Regions from separate parts of the Bicyclus anynana genome. Here region 2 is linked to region 1. A link is a contact called in public Hi-C data. All regions are on one chromosome and are shown on one strand. The core of a region is the stretch at or near the end of the contact, and the rest is flanking DNA. Distances in the headings are between cores, read along the strand shown. Region 1 has its middle 11 kb from the start of LOC112053827. Region 2 holds the start of LOC112044254 (peptide chain release factor 1).

Region 1 (4,175 bases), core at 291-2,790:
CAACGAGAGCTGAGATGTTGCAATTGCAATGCAATGCAATTGCAACATCTCAGCATAGGTTCGTCGGCTTTTTGCGGATAATAGCAAAATAAATTAATTATTATATATTCATAATGAACTTCCGCAAAGTAACGCCTGCTTCTATCCAATCTTTTTATTACCTTACCTATAGTTAGGTAACTATAAATCTATATTAATATTATCTATACTTAATATTATAAAGCTGAAGAGTTTGTTTGTTTGTTTGTTTGTTTGATTGAACGCGCTAATCTCAGGAACCACTGGTCCGATTTGAAAAATTCTTTCAGTGTTAGATAGCCCATTTATCGAGGAAGGTTATAGGCTATATATTATCCCCATATTCTTACGGGAACGTGAACCACGCGGGTGAAACCGCGCGGCGTCAGCTAGTTAACAATAAACTTTGAGAGCTTCAGGTTTCATGAAAGTAAAAGAATTATTTATTTTAAATGTGTCTACCAACCTTCATATCTAACCTTACCAGAGTTGGATAGATGGTGGTTTTATGTGAAGTTTTGTTATAAAAAAGAAATATAAAATAATGCAACACCTGCTGACGTTTTACGATTAACAGGAACGGAAACACCTATCGTTTTAAAACTTCATGAATTTGATAATTCATTAGACACTAGACAGCGCTGCATGCTCTTTTTATTTAAAGAGTATGTAGCATTATGCTGAGTTGGGGCCCTTTATTGGGTTATGCCACACATCGCAGGATATTGTCCTGACATATTATATAATATGACAATATTATATGATAAAAAGAGCAAATTGCGTTGTGTGGCATGAAGTTTTTCCGGGCCCACCCTACCCTAGAATAGTCCAGTGCCCACCCTAGGATACTGGTCTACCAATTTGAAATTCTATGATGGACGCCGAAGTACCTACCTACTAATAATTTTACACAAATACGTACGCATGAGCCTCGTTACAGCCTATATATATTGGGGATGATGACTAGCTTGAATATATTTATTTTTATGAGACAAGCAAAGATTGACTGGATATTTGCAAAATAAATAAGATTAGGTATAAAATTTCAAAATGTAGGTACTAATCAATATGTGGACTATAAACATAAACGCACAAATAACAAAGATATTTGTAATTTTGTTTGATACGAATCTAACGATCAGCGAGTCAATGACGTCATTAATTCGTGTAATTTGGTATGGGGCGTTTTTCAGGGATGCCGATAATATGACCTTTTAAATCTCTGTAGGTCCGAAAGTACCTACCTACCTCGCAGGATCGCAGATATCCTGTTACTTAATTAAAAAAATGCTTTATTAATAGCATACTCCTACTTTAGATACCTACAATTTAAAATAATATAAAAAATATGGTATGTTTTTTTTTAGTTTTACTTGAATTGTCATGTTTTGTTTTGGCAGAGAATCGCGCGATCGCACAGATTCAAAATGAATTCGATCGCAACGGCGGCAGGCGTGGCGGACGGAGGGCGGTGCGAGACCCCGCCCTGCGCCGCAAAGAGCGCGGTTCGCAGTGTTGCCAACTCTGTGGAATTTCCACTACTTCTGGTGAATTGGACTTTTATCCGGTTGAACAATCTGGCCCTATTTGTAAAAAAATGCGTACAACAACCAAACTAGATTTAAATTATCACGAGAAATCCCACTTGTAATTTTATGCATTTTTTTTAAGTGATAACTTCATATGGAAGCATAAACTGTATGGTAACGTACCTAACTCGTTACAGCCGTAGTTGGCACATTTGACACTTGCACTTGACACAACGAACTTCGGACTGATTTTACGACCACAGACGATTTTGAAAGTTTCTATATTTTTGCAGTCAAAATTTTCTTCACATATCTTCGAGGATTCTTAATTAAATTCTATAATTGATTAGATTCAATTAATAAAAGATTACTCAAGTTATTACTAATTCTGGTGAGCGTCCCGGGGTTTTTTTAGGTTTGTTTTTTTTTTTACTTCAATTATTGGGTTCAGTATTTTACAGGAGTTAAGTTGGATGTTTATGTTATAAGAACGTATTCTATTCATTCATCTTCGTCACTGTTGGTACCGGTTTAGAACGCGAAGGAAAACGCTGCAATAGTCAACTACTTACATACCTAATACTAAATAGTGTAGGAGTGCGTATTAAGTAGGTACAAAAAATTGGAACAAAATTGATTGACAATAACAGAAATCGTCTAAGAATCCAATTCTTCTGAAATGATTAACTGGTGATTTTTTTATTATTTTATAATGTTAAAATTAAATTATGTTTAATTTGTACCTAATGGTTTTTTGGTTGTTAACGATCCACAATTGGTGGATTCGTTAAAATAAAGCTAGCAACACCCCGCCCGGTGTCCCGGCTAATAATATGATAACGAGCCACTCGCGGCGAAAACCGCATCTCTGCTCACGTACATATCATTACCGATATGATTGACTATGCTATGCTCTTGCCTCTTGTTAGTTTTATACCTAAGTACCGGCCGAGCTGCGTTTGTTAAATAGACTTACCTAGTTTGTACCTACGTATGTTGTTTATAAGTATTAACAAGTGGTTTTTCGTTTTTGTTATTACTAAATCTTATTCTACAATTTTTGATTCACAAACAAGAAACAAAAATAGATGGAGCAGAAAGAAATAACGATAAGCTTTATATAACGGGCAGCGCCATCTAGCGTCAAGTAGCGGATTAAGATATTTTATTTTAAAAGTTAAAACACATTTGCGCTAATTTTAAAATGGAACATTTAGGTGTTCGAGCCTTCAGCTTGATCCACTTACGAGATTACCCTCCAAATTTTGCCCGTTTGCAGTGTTCCTACCCTACATTTCATTGGATAAATGAGGTTTTGACATAACATCACGCCGTCATCTGCCGGCATGTCGCTTGACAGTTGTCAATGTCAATCAGTACGTCTTCAAATTTTGTTAAGTGAGCAGTGTTAAATGTGAATATTAATAAATAGTGATAGTGCACAGTGAAACTTGTTGGAGATATTTTTGTCAACGGTCTAGTTAGATGAGAGATTATTCTCAATTCTAAGCGAATACCCGCTCTCCGGACGGTAGACTCGCTGGATAGACCTAGTTACCAAATGCAGACAGTAACGAAAAAATCGTAGCCATCTTGTACGGCCGATGTGTATTGTTCGCTGTCGAGTGTCCACGTGACTCCCGACAAGCTTTTTCATCTTAGCGAATGCCCGCTCTTCGGACGGCAGACTTGCTATGTAGATCTATACTGAATGAGAGTTTTTCTCTTTTTCATCTTAGCGAATGCCCGCTCTTCGGACGGCAGACTCGCTGTATAGTCCTACTGAATGATGAGCATGATGAGCAGATGACGTCCCGCCTGGGACGTCGGCTGAGACGTCGGCCGAGACGTCGGCTGCTCAGACGTCGGCTGAGATGTCAGCCGAGACGTCGGCTGCTCAGACGTCAGCTGAGACGTCGGCTGCTCAGACGTCGGCTGAGACGTCAGCCGAGATGTCGGCTGAGGCGTCGGCTGAGACGTCGGCTGTTCAGACGTCGGCTGAGACGTCGGCCGCTCAGACGTCGGCTGAGACGTCGGCCGCTCAGACGTCGGCTGAGACGTCGGCCGAGACGTCGGCTGATCAGACGTCGGCTGAGACGTCGGCTGCTCAGACTTCGGCTGAGATGTCGGTTGAGATGTCGGCTGTACAGATGTCGGCCGCACAGACGTCGGCTGCTCAGACGTTGGCTGAGGTGTCGTTTAATGGGACGTCATCTGAGATGCTGGCTGACGTGTCGTCTGAGATGTCGGCTGATTCGCTGACTGAGACGTTGTCTAAAATATCGGCTGACGCGTCGTCTGGGATGTTGGCCAACGCGTCGCCTGGAATGTCGGCTGCACGGCTGATTTGCTAACTAAGACGTCATCTGAGTTGTCCGTCGATGCTTTGGCTGAGACGGCCGGCGTATACGATGCCTATTTGTCAGCTATTTGCTATTTGCTTGTCCTTTAAGGGACCTCTGACAGCTGCCTTGTTGGCTGCGCGCCTGAAGTCTAAGGCGCGTATTTGAGTACTTTTCAATTACCAGGGTCTCTGGACGTCAGTAATCAGCTTAATGACGATCTTTATAGATCATGGAATACATAACGTATGTAAACTCAAGTTGATTGGGAACCGTTAAGAAAGTT
Region 2 (4,006 bases), core at 428-2,927, 170 kb before region 1:
TCTCAATTCTTTTTGTTTGTAAAGTCTGCCAATCAGCATTGGGACTATTAAACCTAGCCCCTCTCATTCTCAGACAGGACTGGTGCTCAAAAGTATGCCGAATATATGGGTTTAGATAGTTACCAAATTAGCATATAACCCAGTATCTCAGACTTCCCAGTGTCAAGTCAATATAAATTGTATTTACATAGTGTGAAAAATAAATTAATCAATCAATAAAAAAATTACTTGCCAGTATTTAATGCCAAACTTTCATTTGAGCCCATGACATAATTAATATCACTGGCTTGGAACTGCCTTCAAAGTGATCAGAAGGTAGCACAATACAATGTTATTTTTAGCTTTTCATTAGATTACCTGTTGGTATGTGGGTGATGCGCACAGCACTGTCTGTGGTATTAACATGCTGGCCCCCTGCTCCACTGGCTCTTTTGGTCTCAATGCTCAGGTCTCGGTCAGGTATGTCCAGCTCTAGGTCACTGGGCTGCGGAAGCACAGCCACAGAGATGGTACTCGTGTGAATGCGGCCCCCCTTCTCAGTCACGGGTATTCTTTGGACTCTATGGACACCGGCTTCCATTTTCATTAGTTCCGGTGCACCTGCATAGTAAAGGTGAATCTAATATAAGTACAAAAATCTTGTTAGAGTGATTGTGGTTGCACTCCTTCAAAACAGCTTGACCATTGCAATATTTGACAAGTATGACAACATATTGTACGATACCTTTTAGCTTTACCTCCAACCCAATTTTTAATTCCAATTTTACAATTAAGTAAATTCTGAGGCCCATGGTTGGTGCTATAGAAAATGTTACATGTTTTCCCTATTTATATTTAAAAATGGCAGTCTGTGAGCCTGTGAAATATCGCCATCCTATGTGCTATCTTATATAGTCCTACCAGTTATTATATAAAATAGATTATCACAGATGTGCATTATAGATCACAGATCATACTGTTGATAAAATAGCCCTTACCATAACCCTTTATCAGCAAAGACACCTTCCTTATGCCACCAAGATCAGATTTCTCCAAAGATGCAATATCTACCTCCCACTCTTTATATTCACAATACGATTTATACATATCTAGGAGTTCTCTCGCAAAGAGCATAGCTTCCTGGCCACCAGCGCCCGCTGTTACCTCAACTAAAACACCTCCGTCAGTTAAGAATGGGTCCAAAACTATTGACTGTAATTCACCATCAACTTCTTTCATGCGTTTTAAGTATATTTCCGCTTCCTCTTTGATCATTTTCTTTATTTCTTCGTCCTGTCCTTCACGTTTGTTCAACTCCTTGAGTGAATCTATACTGTCGTAAAGACTGATACGTTGTTCCAAAGCTAGCACTATGGGTTTTATTTCTTGGAGTCGTCTCGCTTCGTCGATGTTCCTGCGAGGTTTTGTTTCTAAAGTAGCATGTTCCAGCATTAAATGGTTTAAATACCTTTGCACGGCCGGGTCAGACAAGTTTACAGTGTTTTGGGCCGAATATCGACGGAGAATTAGATTTTCTAACTTGCATATTGATCGTATAAATGTAAATCTTGGTAAAGACATGTTTTAAGTAGAATATTATATTAATTATGGATATATTTTATTAATTTCGAAATCTCAGTAAAAAACAAAAATGCAAAATATTATTTTCGAATTTCATAACAGAGAACAGACCATAGAATACAATTTGGAACAGACGGCTAAAAATTTTTTATTTTCATGTCAAAGTCAAAGTCAATCGTCAACTTTGAAAGAAATAAGTTTAAACTAACAGATATCTACGCCATCTATTAGTGAGTAGTAATAGTAAGTTTTGCGTAAGGCGACATCTAGTAGTGAATAATATAACTTCTTCGTTTTAGTATCTTTAATAACATATAGATGGCGTAACTAAAAAGTTATAAGCACGATAAAAACGTATAGAGGCGGATTTATAGTTCAAAAGGTAATCACAGAATACATTACAATTATTCTTGTAATGTTGTTTGCTTCTTTGCTAGGGATATTGAATTTAATAGAGTAATTCGATAACCTTTATTTGCATTGCATACAATGCATTAATGACAAGTTATTTGTGTGTGGAAATTATTTATGGAAAAATATTTATAATGGCAAATTATGGCATTTCTTACAACGTTCATCCAACTGGTCGTGTACTGAAAAGTCAATGAATAGTAAATGCTTCTAAACAAAACCAACTGTATTGTTGTAATATACAAACATAAAGGGACCGTATCTACATATCTATTGTTACAGACCGTATCTATAACAATATATCGTATACCCAACTAATTATACGTACCTACCTATCTACAAATAATACCTACAAAATGAAAAATTCAGTCTCGTATAAGTCCTTATGGTGAGACTACATTTTTGCGTCTATGTGGATGCTACTGTTAGGTAGGTTGTTGTGGTTCCAGGTTGTGATTTGCGGCAGCCTGGTATGGTGACGGTGAGTCCTGTACACCAGGACACGATCTCTAGACTCAAGATTCATAGACTAATCATTAAATAAGGTAGTTTCCACCTAAACATTTCGTTTTAATGAAATTGTTAGGAGGAACAAAGGTAGGTGCAAGTAGGGTAGGATTACAAAGGCTTCCCCACAGACCGCAAGGACGTAGGTCATCTTCTTTTGGCATGTTATTAGATCTTAATAGCGAACAGGTGGACAGCTATTGTTGGCGTTCAGACCACATCGTTTCCTGCCGTTTTGTATGAAATTAAAGGCAAATGAGGCTTAACACCTATGCTATAGGTTGAGGGGCGCAGAACCGCGCATTGTAATATAATTTTTATGAAAGGCACAATAGTCTACAAACCTCAAATGTCCTGCATACTCTGTCTGTTAGGCACGTATTGGTTACCTACCTATAAAGGCTAAGTCAAAGTTAAATTTAATTTAGTCTTAGTTCACAAGCACTTTTCAAACGTCAGGTACTTATAATAAGTAGATAATGTTGTAAGATAAAATAATTATGATAATAATTTGTCGAAAACTTAAAATTAAAGCGCGAGAAGAGCCCACAACAAACTCAGTCAGGGTATTTTTTTTGTTTATCATCAAATCAATCAATCATCAATTTTACAAATTTACCTAGAGCTAAATACACAATCGTATAGTGCAATTCAATATTAAGATTTTTTTATCGTCTAAATAATCTTTAACACCATAATAAGATTTTTGCTATAGGTAGGTAAGTACCTAAGCTTGCATGTAATAACGACCTATAGACATGCCCAAGATAAAAAGTAGCTAGGTATGTGGTAATCCAGATTAAAACTATTTCCATTAAATATGTAGTTACATTTATAGCCAAATGCGACGTACCTAAAGGAGAAACAAATAAAATACTGGGTAAAATACTCACACTAAGACGACCTTTCGCCTGTATAATAATAAAGTGATCCTGTTGGTAAGTAGCTTGCCCATGATTTGTGATAAGTAGGTAAACAAACAACTTACTTATTAAACCTACCTATTTTTATGCAAGGATAAAATCTTGAACACCTATAATAATTAGGCAAGTCCGCATGGTCGCCGCATTATTCGTGCAAATGTGCCATTTGAGTTTGTTCTTAATTTCTCTAAAAAATAAGAATAGGCCAATTTTCTTTATTATTTAGGTAGGTGTGCGGTTAAGCACATTGTATAAGTTAGTGTGGTTAGTGTGCGTGTTCTATTAATATTCAAATGCGAATAGGTAGGTACTTAGGTAGGTACCTACCTAATATATATTTTTTTAATTATAGTTTTATTACTTTGTGCTCGATATAAGTAAATCCAATCTAGGCTTCACCTTTAGGTAGGTACATTTTATAAACCTGAGATAGGAACAAAATCAAGCCATAGATAGATAGATATATCGAGTAGCTATTAATCAGTCTTTCTTTTACATTAGACTAAATCTTCAAACCCATCCAAAAATTACCGTTAATAAATTTTCAATTAAATTTTCACCTTCATTATTATTTATTTTTTTAAATATAATTTCGAAGCTTATAA

The links. Hi-C and Micro-C count contacts between places; a contact is called where the count stands out from the background.
Region 2: a contact with region 1 is called in a Hi-C map of whole body, with 5 times the contacts expected there. The contact joins the promoter of LOC112044254 here to the enhancer-like site in region 1. A contact is called at or near these places in 2 of 2 Hi-C or Micro-C datasets (whole body and whole larva).

Annotation. Positions count from the first base shown.
Region 1 is chr1:14,723,801-14,727,975 of ilBicAnyn1.1, reverse strand. No RefSeq gene overlaps it. Among protein-coding and RNA genes, the nearest start is that of LOC112053827, 11 kb to the right of the region's middle. Within about 2 kb of position 1,540, at least 6 of the 8 cell types and tissues checked have open chromatin away from gene starts, as enhancers often do.
Region 2 is chr1:14,890,273-14,894,278 of ilBicAnyn1.1, reverse strand. It overlaps LOC112044254 (peptide chain release factor 1), which reads right to left and starts at 1,677. Exons shown (of 4, transcript XM_024080047.2): 1 at 978-1,677; 2 at 358-600. The coding sequence starts at 1,560.